2 separate regions of the Gossypium hirsutum genome follow, and region 2 is linked to region 1. A link is a contact called in public Hi-C data. All regions are on one chromosome and are shown on one strand. The core of a region is the stretch at or near the end of the contact, and the rest is flanking DNA. Distances in the headings are between cores, read along the strand shown. Region 1 holds the start of LOC107922593 (probable beta-1,4-xylosyltransferase IRX9H). Region 2 holds the start of LOC107921296 (glycine-rich RNA-binding protein 4, mitochondrial).

Region 1 (5,330 bases), core at 2,364-4,863:
AAAATCGATACCAAAATTCAATTATGTTTTCTTTGCAAAACAAGGGTATCGATATTTATTTCCTAGTATCGATACTCAAATAAAAATCAATACCAATTTAGCATTCTGTTTGTTTAAAACTATTCATTAGGTTAGGTATCGATACTAGATGTAAAAATATCGATACTTGAGTTCAAAAATGGTAAAAACTTCTCTTTAAATGATCCACTTATACTCAAAACTTACCTAAATTCAAATAACATAACAAAACACAATAAAGGCATACAAATCAACATCTAAACAAAATATATATACTTAATATTAACCAACATAAACAATCTACCATTGAGGTTCCTAGACATGAACACCTAAGCATTAAATTTTATTTATAAGCATACACTAAAAACATTACCTCAATTGATCAAATCATATATTAAATATTCTTCTCACAATTATGCATTAGCCTCAACTTACTTAGCATATCAATTACTCAACTATTTAATCATTAAGCATATCACCAAATTACTTCAACAAGACATCTTCAAGATAATCATCCTTATCAACCACACACACATATATATACAATACTTAAAACTCAAAACTCAAATACCATCAAGACACAAAATGAACATTACACATTTATACATAGAACATACTAGGTACATACCAAGATTAAAAGAACATTTCACCAACAATTGAGTTCGAGATTTTCATTGGATGCTGAATCGACGTACAAACTGAACAATACCTAACCTGCGCACGAAAAAAGGATAACATACGCTGAGTATAACTCAGTGGTATTTCTATATCCAAAATTAAATTATAATATAAATTATGTAATGCATGACTTAACAACAAGATCTAATACAAATTAATATTAAAAAGCTACACATCATAATGTACCATTTAATATTACAACTCAATTTACTTATAATAATTCAACCTAACATAATTGTAACACATATACATTTTTCCCTATAACAATCAAAATAAATTTATCACATCAATAATTTATACTCATTTCCGGACTTAACTCTGGTATCCTCCATTCAATTTCACTTATAATCAATGTCCCAAATCCATCTCGTTCTATCATCCATCGTACTTATATACATATACTTATATCACATCTCAAAACAGATTCAATCTCATATTTATATTATTATACTATATTTCCAAATCTATTCACTTTAATCCTCATTGCAAATAATAAATTTGAATCGGATCAATTCAACTATTTTTATCACCTATAGCTTACCTTATGACCTTCCCATGCAATACAGTTCATAAATGCAGCAAATGAAGTTGTTTGGGTTATAAAAACACAAACCGTAAACTTCGAGTAATTTGTCGATGATCTTGTCTTTTCCTTTCTTTCTCGAGGATTTCGATTCGACGTTAGCTACATATTAAAACAACTATAATAAATTAACGCTACATATCCCAATTCAAATTCAATTGTTAAATTATACAACTTTTGCATATTATTCAATTTAGTCCCCAAAACTAGGGCTATGAAATTTTTGACATTCAATCCCCAAAACCTAATGCCAAAATTTTTAGAGTCCATATAGGACTTCCTATTTCTCAATTTCACTTCCAATTTCGAATTTTGCACAAATTAGTCATTATTGCACGAAATCATCAATTTACTTTATAATTTAGTCCTTTATCAGTTCTAGATTTAAAATCTTGAATTTCAGGGATTCCAAAAATATAAAAATTACAAGAAAATAGACTAAATTGACTAACCAATTCTAAAATTGAAAGTAGAACTCCCTAACGCCGAATGCTTCTTTTCTCTCTTCTTTGATTCGGTTTGCATGATAGGGAAATGAAAATGGTTGTTTTTTTTCCACTTATGTTTTTATTATAATAATTTTATTTTATTTTCACTTTATGTTATGTTTTATTTATTTATTATTTATATATTTTTAACATAATTTCTTTAACTATTCAAAGCTACCGTCCACTAAATGTTTAAGTGGTATAATTACCACTTAGGTCTTTATCCCATGCTTTAATTATAAATTCCTTAGCTATTTAAATTTTATCATTTTTGCAATTTAGTTCTCGTATCTTAATTAATCCTTAATTAAATAAAATTATCTATCTGAAATTCACTTCACTTCAACTCTAACTCCATAAAAATTTAATAAAAATATTTACGAGTCTGGTTTACGGAAACAGGGTCCCAGTACCTCAATTTTCAAAATCACTGACTTTAGAACCGATACACTTATACCTTGTCTAACCTTTCAAATAACCAAAATTATTAGACCAAACTTCAATATAATACTATAATATCCTCGTAAATATTAATAAATAATATTCATTGATTCTATCATTGGAAAACAACATTAGGAAGCTACCGTTTCCGACTTCACTGGCTTTCAGGTCGTTACATTCTCCTCATTGTTTAGTACAACTCTTAACAACAAATAACATAGCACCATTTCGATGTTACCATCTGCTACTATCACTTTCTCTTTGATTGGAAGATCAATTATTAAAGTGATATCTTCCGGTGTTATATTTACTTTCCCACATGAAAAATAAAATATATGTGTTTCCAAGCTTTATCTTTTCAATAAGGTGGAAAGCAACTCCGGTATCATTTCAAATTTGATTATTGTAAATGTCGTTAATAAACTAACACTCCTTAAGTGGTTTCGGATAACTCCATTCAGCTTCAAGAATCTTAAATTATGTCAAATGCAAACAATTTAATCTCTCTACTATTTAAAACAACAACAAAAAAAAGTAATATCTGAAATAAATACTTGATTAAATTGACCTTGAAATCTATATTTTGTGATGAGAGTTAAGGCATAAATTTTATAAAGATTTAACATTCTACTAAACTATCATTCATAGTTATTAAAATATCCTTAAAAAAAACTTATTACAAAATATAAAAATTAGCATTACTAAAACAACATCTTGATCTTCTTTCCTTGTTCCCACGTGGCCTTTTTCCCCTTAAGAAACCAATAAATAAGAATACCATCAAGGCATTTTCCACACCTTTTTCTATTTGAATATATTATTATAAAAAATAATATGTAATGTTTTAAACTAATAATAAAACATACGAGAATAATTAAATAGGTAATATATCATATTAAGAATATTAAATGTACTATAATTGTTTTTTATAATATTGTCATTTTTCTTAAGTTGATATCGAATTGACTTGTAACACCAACTTAATCAACGATTTTATCAATATGGACAAACAATAGGGTGAAATAATTTGTATAATAAATTTGAAATGTATAAAAGTTTTAAAATAAAATTTTGGTTGAAACTATAAAGAGAAAATTTTATAGATGTTAGTAGCATTAGTTCAAATCTTACCGTATCTAATTTTTTTTTCTATTTTTATTAAAAAGATAAAAAAAATTACCCTTGTAATAACATAATTTATTAACATAATGACAAATTAAGCTCTTAAAGTTTATATCTTTTGTTGAGCTAATATTAGTATTCAACCTTTCAAAAATAACTGAGTTAATAAAACGTTAAATTTTGAAATATAGCAACTCGTATGACAATCTACTTGTATTTCATGATCACCTTTTTTTTATTGTTTATGAGTTATATATATATGTTGAATCTTTTTATAATTTTTAGATTATTTGTTGATATAATATATTTTGCAAAAAAGAAATTGATTTAGCTAAAAAGAGAAAATAGAATAAAAGAAGAGCAAAAAGACAAGTCAAAAAGGAAACACAACCATCTGGCGTGGAGATGGAGGTGGAGGTGGAAGTGGTAGCAGAAACAATTTATTTTACTTCAGATCTCAGCTGAACCCCTTTTCCTTTCCCTTCAACATCCCCCATTTATTTATTTTTTTTTATTTATTTCTCATCCTATTTCATGCCTTCCATCCGTCGGACTCTCTCACCGGCATTTCACGGCCGTTCCACCCAGAACGGCGCTGCCGGGTTCTCCTCTTCTCCCTCTAATAAGCTTTTACATAAACATTTCCCCTCTTCTGCTTCCTCAACGCTCCTCAATTTAGTTTACCGCCGAGGGTGGCGCCGGTCTTTTTGCCGCTGTCTCTTCTTTTTTCTAATAGGGTTGCTTTTCGGAATTACTCCGTTTGGCCAAATGGATACCGATATCCGACCCAAGGATTTCGCTTCTCCCGACCTCAGACCGCCACATGTCCACCTCCAATCCGACGATCCCATTTTTTCTTATGTTGCATTGGGCGTTAATACGCAATTGGAACAACACAACGAAGTTACGGATTCAATCGAGCCGTTAAAGCAGTTAATCGTCGTTACGCCCACTCACAATCGGGGATTCCAAGTCTATTTCTTGAACAGGTTAGGCCAAGTTCTGCGGTTAGTGAAGCCGCCGTTGGTTTGGATAGTGGTGGAGGAGAAAACGGTGTCTTTAGAGACGGCCCAGATTTTGAGGAAAACAGGGGTTATGTATCGGCACGTTGTGTCCACGCGCAATTCTAGTGACGTGAAGGACCGAGGGGTTCATCAAAGAAACGCCGCTTTGGAACATATCGAACGGCACAAGCTTGACGGGATCGTGTTTTTCGCCGACGACGACAACGTCTACACCCTGGAATTGTTTGAGAGCTTGAGAACTACTAGGTAATTTTATTTTATTATATTTTTAAGATAACAAAATTGGGTAATGAATGAATACTGTTGAATTGTTTTGGGTTAGAGATTTTGGTGATTGGCTATCTGAAATTTATTTGTCATTACCTAATAATAGTATTTCCATTTTTGGATTAAATCATCTTGATTGCAACCAAGCCCGTGGTGTGAAGAATTCCCGTTGAAACAAGTTCAGATCGGATCTCTGTCCCTCCTCCCCGCATTAAAAAAATTCATCCTTTTTAGCTCTTAACCACTTGAGTTTCATTTTCATATAACATTCAGCCTGGCTATCCTTCCTTTAGTATCTGTTTTGTTGTAATCGTCCTGATTTTTTTTCCCCAACTACTGTTCGGACATGGGTAGAGATTATCCTCAAATTTCGATTTTATGTTGAACTTATACCAATATCTGACACTCACCTCAATGAGATTATATAATGTCATTTTACCGGTTCGTCTTGAGATTTTTTATGAGGAATTAACTTAAAATCGTTTATCTGCTAATTAAAACTTTTCTCCTTTTGTCAAGAAGGTTAATGAATATCTCAACAACTATTGTAGTTTGTCTTGTTCATAAGTATGTTAGAATGGAGACGGCTATCCCAATGGTGTAACTGTGCACTGATTACAATGAAATGCTTCTTCTTTTCCCAATCATGCTATCATACACAAATTCATAACATGTATCTTATTGTGTTGTAGCCGTTTTGGAACTTGG
Region 2 (5,197 bases), core at 278-2,777, 290 kb after region 1:
AATAATAATTATATTAAGAATGTTATTAAATTATATATTATATTTTTAAAAAATTATATTTAATGATAATTTTATTAAATATATGATTAAAATATTTGTTTTTATTAAAATATATTTGATAATAATCCTATTAAAATTTAATAACAATAACAATAATCATCTATCTAAAAAAAATTTATTAAAGGTACTCTGGTCATTTCAATTTTTTTTCTTATGTTATTACATCTCTATTCTATTTAACCAAACACAAGAATATTATTACTGTTCTATTTGATTCCATTCTATTCTATTCAATTAAATAATTGAATTACTAATTACAGTTCATAATGAACCAAATGTAATGTTAGTGTAGCAAATTTTATAAATATTATTTTAAAAATAACTTACAACTTTGAGCATTAAAGCCGAACTTTGTAGCTTTAATACCATATTTAATAAAATATTCTGTTATTTTTTTTATTAAACAATAAAGACAATTAAAAATCAATTAAAAATAATAAACTATTTTTTATTATTTTTATAATTCTTTATAAAATTTTAATAATTTTACTATAGTTTTCTAAAATTTTTATAATACTGTGTAAGTAAAAAAATTAATAATTTTATATCACCACATCAACGAGATAAATTATATGGTTCTTATCATATTTGGTTCTTTTTTGATACAATATATATAACTATCCATAGTCCTTTCCAACCCTTAAATCGGAGGATAATGCGCTTCAGCACACTCGAACTTACATCCTTTGCACTGGTAACGATGCCGATGTCAATAAAGCTAATACTCAATTTATATTCTTTATATCCATTTTATTGTTTATATTCAAGGTTTATTGTTGTTTCTTCTAATAATAACGTTTTTAAGATTCGAATTTACAATCTCCCTTAAGAGTGCGATGTATCTTATCACTGTACGCATGGCTTGTTAGTTAAGCATTGAATATAAGGGTATTCAAACAGTCAATTTGATTAATACTCGAACCGAATTACTATTAATCGAATTATCCGAAATGTAAGAATATTTAATCGTTAACTGAACCGAAACTTTTTTCAAATACATTAACTAAATTGAAATATTTCAGTTAATTCGGTAGATTAACCGAATTAATCGAAATTTATATATTTTTATCTTTTGGTTAAAAAAAGTATAAAACATATAAAAAAATACATTGCTAATGTTCATTTTCTTTTATTTAATAGTTCAAAGAACTTTAAATGGAGGTGAAAATAACAAATAAAAAGTCTTGAAAGTTAACAACCAAGCACTACATAAGTCTTGAAAACAACAAATATTTTGGTTAATTGGTTAATTTGATTAATTACCTGGTTTCAAACTGAATTAGTCAATAATTGAAATTGTAAAAAATCATTAACTGACCTCCGACCGAACTGTGAACATCTCTAATTAAATATACTAAATTCCTAGTTGGTAAAAGAGAAAAAAAACTAAAAAAAAAAACTCTAAGTTTATACAATATAAAAAGAGGCTTCAAAACAGGACCCATCAACGCCTCTTACACGGCCCATGTAGATAATGTTGAGTTTATTGGGCTATTTTGTCATGCTTCTGTCTCCCCAGCACCAGCCCTAGAAACAATCCGTCTTCTTCACTCTGCCCATCATAAAAACCATGCCCAAACCTTAACTCGCCTCTTATCTATCCACGCGCGGCAGCTATTTTTCCTTCCAGGTAACAATCTTATTGGCGGTGAAATCTAGATAAAATCAATCTTGTTTGGAAGGATGGATGAAGTGGGTTTTTTAGGGAACCGGAGTCATGTTCCGTTTCAATCCATTTCCTCCCCCTTTGGGCTTTCTCATTTACGTTCAAAATTGGTAATAATAAGTTTGCAGGCCAGATATTTGATGGAATGCTTATGAAAGTTTAATTCTCAACTTGGTCGTTGAGTGCCTACTTGTCAGCTCTCGACCGTATCGTCAGATTGAATCATATGAAGTAATGCAGGCCATAAATGGGATGATTCGTGTTCTTCATAAAAACTCATTAGCTAGATCACTCTGGGCTCGCAATTCTTGCTCAAAATTATTCGTTGGAGGTCACAAAATTCTATTACTCTTTTCTTTTTCCTTAGTATTTAACCTGCGATATTTTTTTGAGTCTATGTTGAGAACTATCGCAAGAAATTAGCTTATTTTACCATTATATAATTGATTTGCGATAAGTTTATTAATTGCAGGGCTTTCATATGATACCAATGAGACTGTTTTGAAGAATGCTTTTGAAAAATATGGTGAAATCATTGAAGGTAAATTTCTTGGATACTTGTTTATTTTGACAAGAATTTGTGCTTTACGGCATTAAGAACATGTTGGGGGCTTTAGCAGTTCGAGTCATCGCTCATCACGTGAGTGGGAAATCGAGAGGGTATGGATTTGTGCGATTCACTTCTGATGCTTCAGCCAAGGTAGCTTTTAAGGAGATGCATTCCAAGGTGTGTTTCAAGTAATTAATTCATTAACTCTAGGTTAAATTCTGCTATTAGTGCCTGTACTTTGTGAAAGCTATGGATTTATTCCCTGAACTTTTATTTGATCAATTTTAGTCTACTTTTCAAATTTTGAAATTTTAATCTTGATCCCTAACAATAACAGAAATTTGTTTCGTTAAATTCAACTATTAGTCCTTTACTTTTTATACAATTGTAGGTTTAGTTTGTTTTCTCCAATTGGATTATTCTAAGTCTTTGTACTTTTCGATTTTTGAAAATTCGGTCTTTAACGCAAATGACTGTCGTTAATCTATTAACTAAATTTTTAGAAAATAATACATGGAAATAATAAGCTGACATGATATTATATGATAATATGTTAAAATTTGGAAAGTACATTGGACAAAAAAAGACCCAAAAAAAAGTACACGGAATTATATGATAATATGTTAAAATTTGGAAAGTACATTGGACAAAAAAAGACCCAAAAGAAGTACAGGGATTAAATCCACAACTTTTACCGAGTACAGGGAATAATAGCAAAATTTAACCATTAACCGTATTATAACTATTACCTCGTATATTTGTAATAAAGGAGCAATTGGGTTTTGATGTATTTTTTACGTATCATGGTTGTTTCTAGGTACTGGACGGTAGAAATATTCGAGTTGAATTCGCATGCAAGAACAGTTGATGTTTCTCATTAGAGGTTTGGTTTCTTCCATGGCGATAGTTATTGGTTTTCATTTGTTAAATTTAATCGAATATCTTTAGAGAAAATTTGCATTTTATACTTTAGATCCTTGTAACTCTTTAGAAACGAAATAGATCTCTCGACCAATTAGTTAATGCTTGAATGATCTAACTGCATTGTGATGTTCTAGACATAGCTCATGTATTATTTTAGCGTAGGCAATGGCCGGTGACAGTGGTTGCGGGTTGACTGACGCGCTCTGCTACATCTCGGATCTGACAGTAAACGCAAGTGCAGATGCCACCACTGAGCTTGTCCAATTCTGGTCTGACACCGACGAACCAGCAACAATTTTGGCCTTCCAATATTCCAACCTCCTCCAGCTCATGCTCAGAACCATCACATGATGCCTCCTGTGTTTTGGAAACTATTTTACTCCTTAACGAGAATAAATAACAGATTCGTATCTCGAAACTTACCTCAAATAGATTCAATCACAAGATTAATTAAGACCTGCTGATGCTTTTTCTTTCGTTTTTTTTCCTTTAAAATAAATGGAGCTTCAACTCAAGCAAAAAGAAAAGGAACTGGAACGTAGATGAAGAAATTAATGAGAGTTTTCTTTTCCCTTTTACAAAGTCGAAATAAACAAGAATTAAGTTTTTTTTTTCAATTGAAAGAAAACAAAAGAGATGGGGATTGAAGAAAAAGAGAACGAAAGTGGAAATCAACGTAAAAAAAAGGGAGAAATAAAGCAGAAATCAAAGGGGGGAAAAGAAACCGAAAGAGCAGCTTTGAATTTTTGCTGAGAGAAATATAAGTAGAAAATGGTTGCAATGGGGGAATTGTAAACAAAAATGAGAAGATGAAGAGCTAAGAAACAATGTATGCTGGAAACTTAATTGCTAATTCTTATACCCACTTTGATAGGGGCACATTGGACAACAAGAGCCAACTTGACGAGGATCCTCCATTGGGGATGGTTTGTAAAAGTAACATTTGGTTGAGTACGCCATATAATGACCCTTCAATTAGAAACATTCGTGATTGACCTTCTGTGAATCCTACTTTAACTGGTGCTTTATCACAGACGCCAGTAAAGAACATGACCTTTACTGGTGCTTTATCACAAACGCTGCTAAAAAACATGACCTTTAACGGCGCTTTTATCACAAACGCCGGTAAAGAGTATGACCTTTAGCGGCGCTTTTATCACAAACGCCACTATAGAAAATGACTTTTAGCGATTTTTTTCACAACCGCCACCATTAAAGAGCATGATAATTAGCGGCGTTTATGGAAAAACGCCACTAACTTTAGCAGATTTGTAACATTCAATTTTCATCCATATACAACCCTTCTTGTAGCATAAATCTAACCAAAAACAACAAATCAAAATAATACTTCAAATTCAAAGAAAGATATATGATATAAATTGATAACTGAAGTATAATTCAAAATATTCTTACAATAATGTTAAAAGTTAAAATGTTAAAAATATTCTTACAATAAGAAAACAAATGTCTAAGATGGAAAATTTTGCGACTGCTGAAACATCTTCATCATATTCTAAAGCTGTAGCTGGAGTGCGTCGTACTTTTTGAAGAAATTCAGCTAAAAAGTTTCAGTTAATTGATTTAGAGCTGAGCTTGGTTAATTCAGTTTCAAGTTTGGTTTTTGCATGAGAACTAATACAGGCATAACCATTCAAGTTTGAAGAAAAATGGGCTTGCAGTTAGCAAAATAGATAGTATTATTACTCTATATAGGCCATTGGGGCAACATCACCAACTCGGATGCGAGTTCGAAGCAGTCTTGTATATCCACTTGCCCTGTCTCTGTAACACATTGGATTAAATCAATATGACAACCATAAATAACAAAGAAAGAAATAGGTAAGAGAATTCACTTGTATCGATATGCCAGTTCTGTAAATAGCTTGTGAATAACATCATCTTCTCGGACAAAAGCAGCAGCATGCCTTGCTGCAAAATGTGAACCCTTGAAGAATTTTGAAACGAAACAAGGCAATGTTGAAAATCAAATTTGATCA

Evidence for each region. A called contact is a pair of places that touch in the nucleus more often than the background predicts.
Region 2: a Hi-C map of hypocotyl shows a contact between it and region 1, with 3 times the contacts expected there. The contact joins the promoter of LOC107921296 here to the promoter of LOC107922593 in region 1. A contact is called at or near these places in 8 of 34 Hi-C or Micro-C datasets (callus, hypocotyl and leaf).

What each region holds. Positions count from the first base shown.
Region 1 is chrD01:23,354,830-23,360,159 of Gossypium_hirsutum_v2.1, forward strand. It overlaps LOC107922593 (probable beta-1,4-xylosyltransferase IRX9H), which reads left to right and starts at 3,614. Exons shown (of 4, transcript XM_016852697.2): 1 at 3,614-4,601; 2 at 5,315-5,330. The coding sequence starts at 3,865.
Region 2 is chrD01:23,651,216-23,656,412 of Gossypium_hirsutum_v2.1, forward strand. It overlaps LOC107921296 (glycine-rich RNA-binding protein 4, mitochondrial), which reads left to right and starts at 1,528. Exons shown (of 6, transcript XM_016851173.2): 1 at 1,528-1,690; 2 at 1,848-2,057; 3 at 2,199-2,267; 4 at 2,344-2,453; 5 at 3,094-3,159; 6 at 3,358-3,654. The coding sequence starts at 1,961. The coding sequence ends at 3,144. LOC107922633 (50S ribosomal protein L17) reads right to left here. Exons shown (of 6, transcript XM_016852753.2): 5 at 5,054-5,145; 6 at 4,560-4,982. The coding sequence ends at 4,901.